Regions from separate parts of the Mus musculus genome. Here region 1 is linked to region 2. Evidence: chromatin contacts called from public HiChIP or PLAC-seq data. All regions are on one chromosome and are shown on one strand. Each heading gives the region's core, a stretch centred on a gene start, on an enhancer-like site or on the middle of the called end of the contact. The rest is flanking DNA. Distances are from core to core; before and after follow the strand shown. Region 1 overlaps Prlr (prolactin receptor). Region 2 has its middle 140 kb from the start of Spef2.

Evidence for each region. HiChIP or PLAC-seq counts read pairs in DNA pulled down with a chosen protein or histone mark.
Region 1: a contact with region 2 is called in an H3K27ac HiChIP or PLAC-seq map of embryonic stem cells, with 7 times the contacts expected there. The contact joins two enhancer-like sites. A contact is called at or near these places in 1 of 484 Hi-C or Micro-C datasets (trophoblast stem cells), 3 of 115 datasets of contacts at active chromatin or transcription factors (embryonic stem cells and large pre-B cells) and 2 of 9 other capture datasets (embryonic stem cells and liver).

What each region holds. Positions count from the first base shown.
Region 1 is chr15:10,312,482-10,318,290 of GRCm38.p6, forward strand. It overlaps Prlr (prolactin receptor), which reads left to right. Exons shown (of 10, transcript NM_011169.5): 3 at 1,684-1,792; 4 at 5,022-5,154. The coding sequence starts at 1,738. Among named protein-coding and RNA genes, the nearest start is that of Gm41269, 42 kb to the right of the region's middle. Within about 2 kb of position 1,865, at least 3 of the 459 cell types and tissues checked have an H3K27ac peak or open chromatin away from gene starts, as enhancers often do.
Region 2 is chr15:9,888,576-9,894,073 of GRCm38.p6, forward strand. No RefSeq gene overlaps it. Among named protein-coding and RNA genes, the nearest start is that of Spef2, 140 kb to the left of the region's middle. Within about 2 kb of position 3,051, at least 12 of the 459 cell types and tissues checked have an H3K27ac peak or open chromatin away from gene starts, as enhancers often do.

The DNA of each region.
Region 1 (5,809 bases), core at 615-3,114, 420 kb after region 2:
TCTCCCTCTCCCTCTCCCTCTCCCTCTCCCTCTCCCTCTCCCTCTCCCTCTCCCTCTCCCTCTCCCTCTCCCTCTTCCTCTCCCCCTCTCTCTCTTTCTCTCTCTCCTGTCAGCGTGTGGATAACAGTCTACTAAATCTCTCTACACTCAGTCTCTGTACCTGTTAAACCGAGCTGGTGGAAACCAATGTCTCCTTATGAGGCCATGAAAAAGACAAAATAAAATTCAAGTGATGGAAGAACTCACACCAGTGCCTGTTAGAACAAGTTCATTATTTAAAACCTATCAGAAGCTGCTGAGCACTTGGTTTAAAGAGGATGGCCCTGAGAGATTAAAAGAAGTAGGTTAGATTGAGACTGTGCTACCTAGATGTGTATTTGCAAGGAATCTAGGCAAAGCAAGCAAAAGGTCTCCAGAACTTTGCTGAGCCCATTAATGGATTGGATTCAGTTCTCAACCAGAACATTCGATAGAAGGGCACCGCTTGTTGGTATGTGCGTACCCCAAGCTTCCAGTGTCGTTAAAATGTCTATTTTTGAGTGATTCCACAGCAGTAGTGGCAGGTGTTCTACACCTTCAGAAAGCTGTCCGTTGCGTGGTATGTATTTGGCAGACAGAGCACATCCCCTGATCAGGAGGATGGATTCTGTGCCTCTGGGGGCTCATCACACATCTCTTCACAATGCTTGAAGAGTCTATGACGGAGAACTTTGCCTCCTAGATGTTCTTCCCTTGATTTAAAAATAAAATTTAAAAGGAAATGAAAACCATGTGCTTCTGGAAATTTATATGTCGTTCATCAAAATCTATTGTTTTTTTGGAGCACTGTCTGAAGTCTAATAAGACTAATGAGTCTTTTTTTTTTTAATAAAAAAAGTCTTTAAAATCTTTCTTAAAAAGGCAGGAACTTGAGAAGCTTTGAAAACGGTTCCAAAGAGTAAAAATAATAATATTAATAAATTGCTCAAAACTCTCAAGCCCTGCAAGTTCAAAATTGACTTAATACCCTGAACCCAAGAGGTTTGAATTATTACTGTTCATTGTCTCTTGTTATGGGGCTTTACAGAAGGGAGAAAGAAGCCACACGGAGGGCCACTAAAATTCATTATGAGGTTTGCTTCACAGCCATGGCCATATCCCTGGAGAGTTCCTGAACCTTCTCAGCCTGAACTTAGACAGGAACCTCCACCCTGACCATCCCACTCTCAATCTGGCAGGATCGATAAATTGACCTGGTTTATGCTCTGGATACTGGAGCAAGAACCCTCCATGAATGGTTCTCCTGTGGGGAGCACAGTCTATATTATATAAATGGGTGATGTGCTATTAGACAGCTAAACAATCATGTGGAAAGATGAATGCAGAAAATAATAAAATAATAATATAATAAAATAAAATAAAAAGCCAACAGCCTGAACTGTCTTCCTGAAGAGACTTCCCCTGAACTCTCTACACTGTTGTCTGACGACCTCTTGTGGTGAAATCTTTGCCAGCAAGTGTGAATCAGGGCTTCTTAGCCAAGCCATCCCATGTTACATTTTACTAGATTCTCTTCCCACTGTTTTGTCGCTCACATTAAGCAAGGAGCAAGAACCAGTTGCAAGCACCCAGAATAAAAGTAAATGGTGCATGTGCCTGAGCGGTTGTCATTTAACAAATGTCACCTGGTGCTTTCTCTTCCAGGGAGCCTCTGATCTATTGCCTGTAGCAAGAAGAAGGGCCAGCCTGAAGCAAAACATGTCATCTGCACTTGCTTACATGCTGCTTGTCCTCAGCATCAGCCTCCTGAATGGTAAGAGACTCTCTTCTTGCTCTCCTTGCCTGAAGTGTTTATCGGGGGGGGGGGGGGGGGGGGTGGAGAGGCTGTCTCTGTCTGTTGCAATGCAGCTGTGAGAAAGGAAGACGTCTGGGTCATGTGCTGCTACTAAATTATTTGCCACACTTCTGCATTAAAATTAATGCCTGATCTTATCATGCACCCCCTCTCTTCCATCCCCATTTTGAGAGGGCACTGAGAGGGCACTGGAGATGGACTTGCCATCCAGGTTCTTACAGTTGCCAGCTACATGACTTGAACCACTTGTGTGTCTCTCCGTGGTTTTAATTTCTCCAAAGGAGGATAGTTATATTTCACATAGTTCAGATGGATTAATGCATTTGAAAATACCTTTGGACAACCATAAAATAACACACAGGATTGCTATTACAAGGTGAGAAAGAAGTGCAGCCACTTCCAGTATGTGTGCAACTCAGAGAAACAAAATTCAGAGCTAAATGAAAAGCTGTGTGATTATCTACATAGGTTTCCCTATCTACTTCTATGTCTTTCTGGACATGTGTACTTCTGAATGTAACAATGTACATACCAACTGTTTATAGTACTGGGCTATAAATGCTTCTGTGTGAATATATGTGTATATGTGAATACCAATGAGTAACCTCTGTGTATATCGTGTACATATGTGTGTATATATATGGGGTGTGTGTGTGTACCAATATATTGCCATCATTATGCCTTTGCTTGTATTTCTCTCTGGATATGTTTATATGGATGTTATGCATTATCTGTGTATATGGAATCAGCATAGGCAAGTGTCTGCATTTCTTGGACTTGTATCATATCCCTTGTATTGCACTGAGATAGTCCATAAACTTTGTTTCCTCTAGGGACATGAAAGTAACATTTGACTACTTGTCATTTCACATCATTTCACAGCCTTACCTTTCCCCCCTAGAAGGTTGTTTGGCTTGCTTAGTTTTTCAAGACAGGATTTCTCTGTGTAGCCCTAGCTATCCTGGAACTCACTCTGTAGACCAGGCTGGCCTCAAACTCAGAAACCTGCCTGCCTCTGCCTCCTAGGATTGATGAGATTTTTTAATGAATATTTCTCTCTACATAATTTGCTTCTCCTCACCCATGGCAGAATAAAACAAGCAAAAGAAACCTTGTATTTTTGCAATGACTCCCAAAAGCACTATCCTGACAAAATCTTCCCTGGAGGATGAACAATGCTCCAAATATTGGTAGATCCACACAATGCTCACACAGATTCTTTTCAGCAGTTCTAAGCTACTGTGATGCTTTGCTGGCCAGCCCATGGCCCCATTTGGTACACCATACTAGATCATCCATTAAGTTCTTCCTTAACACATTTCGTACAGAAATGTGGTTCCTGTTCATACAGATCCCTTTGCCATGATTCCCCTGACCTGATCTGCTGGATGGGTGAGTAGCTAAAGTTCCTACCTGTGAGCCTTTGTGAAAAATTGAATAAATGTGGGGGAACATATAGAAGACCCCTGAGCTGCTAACACCAAGGCAAAATGGGGGGGGGGGTGGAAAATAAGATATACCATCAGTTATAATTGGCCTTCCAAGCCGACAGCATCATGACAAAATCCCAGCATTATTCTGTTCCTTTCAACATAACAACCAAACATGAGAATTGGAGATCAGCTTGCAAAGAGTTCTGGAGATTAAGCAAGTGAAAAATCTCATACCGTTGGCCACCTCACATCCTGCCTACCTTCTTTCTTCTAGCCTGAGAGTGGGAACAGCTCTCCCCACTCAGAGTGGAATGACCCTCTATCTTTTCTCTTACCATACCGCTTTGTGAAAATCTGCAGAACTACAAGGTCACCTGCCCGGAAAAAGAAAAAAAGAAAGGAGGTCAGGGCATAAATACAAAAGGAGACTAAGACTGAGAGTCAGTAAACAGCAAAAGGGAGAATTACAAGATACTAGACCATTAATCTGTAGATTGTTCAGCCATAGGTAGGACATCTGCATTGAACTCACACACAAAGGCTCAGGGGCTATTTTGGGAGAAGGGATAGAAAGATTGTGAGAGCCAGAGATCCAGGGAAACTAGAATGAAACATTGTCTTTTGGACACATGGCAGCACCATGATACTCATAATTTCACCATGACATGCAAAAGATCAAGCCAGATAACAGTCTATCGCGGAGATGTGAGGGGCTCCTAAATCCCCACATCTAAGTGAAGTACTATTAACAGCTGGAAGCTTCAAGAACTAAGAATAAATTGTTCTTAAGTGCATGGCCCCTGGTATGTCAAGCAGAAGCCAATGGGTAGCTTGATATTCATAAGTATATAAAGAGCACAAATCACACTTTGTATATATGTGTCCATGAGTGTGTATGTATGTATGTGTGTGTGTGAGAGAGAGAGAGACAGACAGACAGACAGAGACAGAGAGACAGAGACAGAGAGACATAGACACAGAGAGAGAAATGGTAGCGATAAGGGCTAGATCTGGGAAGAGTTAGAGAGATAAATGGGGGTTAATGCATTCAAAATATATCATATGCATATATAGAAATGTCAAAGAATTAATAAAAATATAATTTTAAAAACAAGATCATTGGTCTAAGGCTGTATAGAATCAAGGTAAGGGAGAAAGCAAGAAGGGAGAAGATAAGGGAGAGGGAAGAGAGGAAGGGAGGCGGGGAAGGAAGGGAGGAAGGAAGCAGTAGCCCAGAGACACCCAGAAAAGAGGCTATATGTGATGCAAATGAAGACAAAGGAAGAGTTGGTGCTGCAAGAATGCCAGAGAAGTACAGATTCCTGGGTTAAAAAGGACAGAGAATGTCAGAAGGCAGGTCACTTACAGTGTATGCATAGGCCACTAGTCACTGGGGAAAAAAGAATGTTTTAGATGGTAACCCTAATACCTACTAGTCTCTGTGGGAAGAGGGGCTACAGAGTTTCCATATGTGTCCATCTCTCTCCCCTCAGTCTCACCCTTCATTGAAACGTGTGTCACTGGTCTCTCCAAAAGTTATTAATGCCACCAAACATCATCTAAGTGTCCTGTGGGCACTGTAACAGCACAGAGAACGATAGTCGGCTACTCATGCTATGGCCTTTCCGAACAATGCACTAAGACTTCCTCATTGGCCATGGTGCCAAGAATCTGCCTCTGTTGCTAGGAGCACCATCATGCAGCTGAGTGGACTTCAATATTAACTCTAATGGCTGATTGCTTTTTTGTTTTAGGACAGTCACCACCTGGAAAACCTGAAATCCACAAATGTCGTTCCCCTGACAAGGAAACATTCACCTGCTGGTGGAATCCTGGGTCAGATGGAGGACTCCCCACCAATTATTCATTGACATACAGCAAAGAAGGGTAAACTGTCTCTTTCCTTAATGTCAAACCCAAGCAGAATGCTCATGCTCTCCCAGATCCAACTTATGTTGGTGCTGAGATAGAAACACCATTCTTTCCTGGATTTGCACCAATAGTTCATCCCGCCAGGAAAGGAATTTAATGTCTCTGCCCATCTTGTTCAGTAAAGGGTTTTACAGAACAGCCTTCAAATGCTCATTGACCAGCAGCATTATAATATTAACCAAGTTTCCAATTGTCTGTCACAAGCTTAGATTGCAGACAAAGTCACCATTTCCTAAGTGTTGGCTGCTCATCCATAAACCACAGGCCATTTGTAGCCTTTTTTTTTCTTTGTTAATACACTACTTTTGTAACATAACTGAATTATATAAACTGTGTTGTGGTCCTTGGCAGCCATGGTACATTAGGTTTTCAAATGTGCTCCATGGCCAAGAAAATAACCTTTAAGGAAAAGACCTCGAGGATTATTTTTAAGCAAATTGCTAGTCTATAAAATACAATCTCAGCCAGTCCTGGGAGCACACATCTATTATCTCAGCATTCTCTACGCTGAGACAGGAAGATCACAAGTTCAAAGACAGCCTGAACTACATAGAGAACCCCTATTTCAAGCACAACGAAAGAATAAAATTCAAGTTCTCTGGAAGGCATA
Region 2 (5,498 bases), core at 1,801-4,300:
TTCATGGTGGTTAATTTTGACTGTCAACTTGCTAGAATTTAGAATCACCATGAAAACAAATGTTTTGGCATATCAGTGAAAGATTATCTAGAGGTTAACTGATCAGAAACCCAAATGGGATGATACCTTTCCATGAGCTGCAGTTGCAAAGGGAATTAAAATGAGGTAATGCATTAAGCACAGACACTCGGCTTCCAAACCAGCTACCTCAAGTTCCTGCAGCAGTGCCTTCTTCACCATAATGAACTGTATTAAACTGTGAGTCTAACTAAATCTTTTCTTCCTCAGGTTGCTTTTGTCAATTATGTTGTCACAGCAACAAGATAGTAACTGACACAAAACTTTGCTATCAGCAAGTGGGGCTCTTGGTGTGACAATTTGACCGTGTGATTTTTGAGACCTTTGGAAGTGAATTTTAGAAAGAAGGGGGAATGGAGTTTGAAACTTTGGTCAAGAATATATGTCAAATGGTGTAAGCAGAGCTCTCTGTGTCATTCCAGTGAGAGCACAGAAAACAGAAATGCTGAGCAAAATGCCCACAGAAAGGAACAATGATGCTATTGTAAACTAAGACTCATGTCATTCTAGTTGTATTTTGGCAAATAATCTGGCTGAATGTGCCCATGTCCTGAGACCTTGAATAAGGCTGAACTATAAGAAATGGACTAATGTATATGACAAAAAAATGTCAAGGTATGATGACATTCTGGCTGAGATATGGTTGCCCATAACTTATACCCAGTTCTTCATTAAAGAAAGAAAAAAAAAAACACTCAGAGGGGCAGACGTTTATTTCAAACATGTAACTTATCAAGAAAAGAAGCACAGGAGAGACTCAAGTTGCAGGCAAGGCACAAGATGAGGAGAGGCAGTAATGAACCTGCTCTACATTGAGACAGGATTCCCTATCGTTTATATTGATGCTGAACTTTTACTGATGAAAAGTCAATGTTGCTTTCTCTCTAGTTGCTTCCCTTTGTTGAATACCATAGGCCTCTACAGGCATACTTAGCCTTGCAGTCTGTAGGCATATTCTTCCACCTCCACTAGACTCCTTTTGGCAGGATGATGTTCTAGCCAGTGTCTCTGCAGTGTATTGAGAGTGGGGTAAACAACCACAGCACTAAGATATGTGTAGCTGGATCTGTCTTTGTACTTTCAAGATCCACTAAGCAGTCACCACTGTGCTGAAGGGATGTCTTTGTGGGTGGCTAGCCCATTAGTTCCTTGGAACTCTTTAGTGTTAAAAACATGAATCTTATAACAGACCGATGGTATTAGAGGATGATTTGATTTATCCACTGCTGTCAAGCTCAGGGCTATCAGTTGGGCTACCAAAGCCACTCTCCGTTGGCAGGATCTGCACCTAGACACCAACAGCTAACTTTCCAATGCATTACCTGTCCCTCCCACACTCCACCATTATCTTCTATTGCTCTCATAGTACACTGATTGTACCATGATGAACCAGGTCCCCTGACAAAATTATTCCCTGTTCTCCAGGTCCCAGAATAGATCCATTTTAAATTCTAGGCACCCTCTCAAGATAACATTTAGTTTCAACCTTCTGACCCTAGGAAACTGACAGGGTTCAATTCCTCTCTATTTCTGAGCCTCCTCTCTAAAGGAATTACTTTCTCAACAAGACTTGTAACTGTATTTGAGTCTTACAAGAGCCATGCATCTGCCCTGTGGTTAGAACTGGCCATGTCTTTTCAGGAAGGTCAGCTTTTAGATAAGACTCCTGTTTCCTCCCTGGGACAATGATCTGAGCCTCTGGACTTGAATTGCTGTTGACTGTGTCAGTTTCTTTGTCTGCCCTTGTGTTTCTTTTTACTTTTCAGCTGCCCTACCACCCACTGGATGAATGTCTAAAGTTCTTTCTCTCTTCGGTGTATAGTCCACTGTGTTTTATCCTGGCTGTTCTCCTCCACATCACGTAGAAGCAGTGTCTAGGCTGTCATCTTATCTGGAGATCTCAGAAATCCAGTATTAATTAAACAAATACCTGGAGGTTTGTTACTTGGCAACAGATCATTAGCTTAGATTGCTATGTGTGCATATCAAATACAATTATAGTTGTTATTTATAACCTTTAAGAATTTACATACAAAACATAGGCACAGAAGTAGGAGTGGTGTTGCACTCATTGAGAAGGGTGCTGGAGGGCCAGGTAGGGGACGATGGGACAAGAAAGGAGGAGAAAAAAAAGTGACTAAAATCATTATATAAACTTGCAAAACTGTCAAACAACCTTAGATAACTGGAAAAATATAAAAATTAAAACAAACTGATTCTCAAAATAAAAGTGTATAAAATAATTCCATATGGATTGTCTCATTTGATATTGTCAACACTATGAAGTGGAATGGAAGGACTATTTTCACAGTAGCTATGAAACAAAACTTTGAGAGTGAAAACATCTATACAGATTGACAACTTAATACAAACTAAAGCCAATACAACTGTTTCCTACTTTATAGCATGTCTTAAAAACAAATCTATAAGCCAGGTGTGGTGGCGCACACCTTTAAACCCAGCACTCGGGAGGCAGAGGCAGGCGGATTTCTGAATTTGAGGCCAGCCTGGTCTACAAAGTGAGTTCCAGGACAGCCAGGGCTATACAGAGAAACCCTGTCTCAAAACACCAAAAAAAAAGAAAAACAAAACAAAACAAAACAAAACAAAAAAACCCAAATCTATAATCTATACATCTTAATAATAATAATCAAGCAGGTACCTTCCCATCTACCACCATCTTCCCTTTATCAATACATGAGGTTTTGCTCTGCTCTATGATACCACTGATTAAGCCTTCAAGGGAACAGATTGCCTTTGATAGCAAAAACAAGTTTAAAAATCCTCCCAAACAAAAAACAAATTCACAAACCACAGCAACAACAAAAACAACACCCAACAGAGCAATCACACAGACTACAACCTGGAAATTTCTAACATGTTTAGGCCAAACCTTCTTTCCCTCAGTGATTTACTATCACATCTGTGAAATGTGGTTCAGTGTTTATCTAAGACTTCAACTGTGAGCGCATCTTGTTTCCCTACCACTTCTCTATTTTCAGCTGAACCTCAAGCTGAGGAAAGGGATCAGCTGATAAAGGGTTTGCTGCTGTGTAAGCATGAGTACCTGACTTCAGATCCCTCAACCCCACCAAAAAAAAAAAAAAAGCCAATCGCCACGCCAATCGTGCAAAGCACCTCTGAACCCTGGTGCTGGAAGTAGTGCAGCACAGCGAAGACCCCAGGACCCCCTGATCTCACAGGCCAGCCAGACTACCCAGGAAGCTCCAGATTCCATTAAAAAACCTTCTCTAATAAGGTGGAGAGTGATAGAGGGAAACTCCTAGGTGTTGACCTCTGCCCCTCAAAGACATGCAGACAAATATGCACACATACACACGTCACGCAGACAATACAAATAAGCTTTGAAAAAAAATCCAGCCAAATTGCCTTAATTTTACACAAAAAAACAATAATTTTAATATTTTTTTCACTGAAGATACCATTTAATCTAAACTTAGAGTATGATTTTCTATTATAATTTTGAAATGTTCACTAAAGTGTCTAGACATCTCAGACAGTACCCATTTCTCACAGATTTGCTATTAAGTTTGTTTTTCTACCCTGTTACGGATGTGTGCATATGACTATTCTTGTCCGCCTTTCCCAGTCTTCTCTACCATCCCCTCTCTCCTTTTCAATCCTGTCTCCTCCCCACCAATCTATTTTTCAGGTTCATTACTTTCAGGTTTGTTTTGTGACCAATTTGGTAGGGACATCTGTGTGAGCATTGGATTGGTACTACCCACTCTAGCCTGGCGAGGTCATTAGTTGATTTACAACAGAAGGTAATGACTCCCTGTTTCCCTGAATCTATCAGTAGTATCTAGTTAAGCAATGAAGAGCAGGGCCCCCTAGGATTCCCTCTCTATCCATCTCAGATACTTTTTATAAGAATGTCTTCCAAAGTTGCTGCTTGGGAAGGATACGATACTAATTACAATCCTCACAGAGTTCTCATTTCTATATTTAAAAAAAAAAAAGAAGAAGAAGAACCTTCCTAGTATTTACTATTTAAAAAAAAAAAACTTAAATCGCCTCAATTAAATGTATGCACATAAAATTAATTGGTTTTCCCCTCAGGCTACAGTCTGAATGTATCTCTCCAATTCCTATGTTTGAAACTTGATCCCCAGTGCAGCAGGATTGGGTGATGGGACCTTTAGGGGGCATGACTCTGTCACAATGATTCAGGTTAGCTCAGAAGAAAAGACTCTTAAAACACTGGGCAAGCTTGCCATTATTCCACTGATGCTCTCTGACATGGTGTGATAGTAGGAAAAGTGTTTTCAAGAGATACGAAGAGAGCACATGTATCATGCTCTGGCATGTTCCTGCCTCAAGATTTCTCTCTACGGCCAAGCTGGCCTCAAACTCAGAATATAGTCCTAGCTGTTTTCAAACTGGAGCTCCTCATGCCTTGGCTCTGTAGTACTGGGATTACAGGCTTGCCCCATACCTGGGTCAGAAACTTTATTTTTATAAGTTGTCCAGTCTATAATATTCACCTATAACAATTGAAAACAGACATCACAGGAGAATAAAGTACATGAAATATGTATTAGCAGTACATCAAATGTTATGGTTGGTTTAATTTTACATGGCTTTTGGTTTCTATGATTTATGACTCTCTTCTAGAGAAGTGCTAACCTTCTATACTAGTGCCAGTTTCTACATGTTCATCCTAACGGCTGCCAAGTACCTTGCTTCAGGAGCTCTGACATGGTTTTATACCATTGTGTTAATTAATTAATGCTTACTCCTTCAGTATCCATGCCATGCCAGGTACTGGCTTATGACTGAGAATAAAAGCCTTTTAGATGATGAAAGCCATGACATTAGGAGTTTTTCATGCTTCGTACTGCATCCTGTGAGTCCTGTCACCTACGTTGTGTATGTAGTCAAACTCTCAGATTCAGCATTTTAGGAAGTATTTTGCAAGAATAGTATGATGATCTTTTAGGTGAGAAGTGAAATCGCACATGGCCACCATCAGTGTCTTCTGGATGTTTTGTCACAGCTAAGGTACCTCAAATACACCAAATCAATATCTTGCAAGAGAAGTAAACAGAAGCATTGGAAATCAAAGCCTTCTCATGTGAAATTCTCTGTCTGGAAATCAAGCCACAGACATGTCAGCCTGGTAACAAGATGTCAACATGACACGGAGTTGAAGATACTGAATCTGAAACAGCTTCTTAGTCTCCAGCTCAAAAGACTCATTAAGGGGCAGGACTGCACTGGCCGTTCTTTCAGAGAATGCAAGTTTAATTCCCAGTAGTTAACCAATGTCTGCAACTCCAGTTCCAGGGGAGCTGCAACTGTACACAGACATAGGCAAAACTAATACACATAAAATAAAATAACTTAAGAAGAAAATTTCAACCTTACTAAAGTCTTTTTTTCATTCACGTCATTCA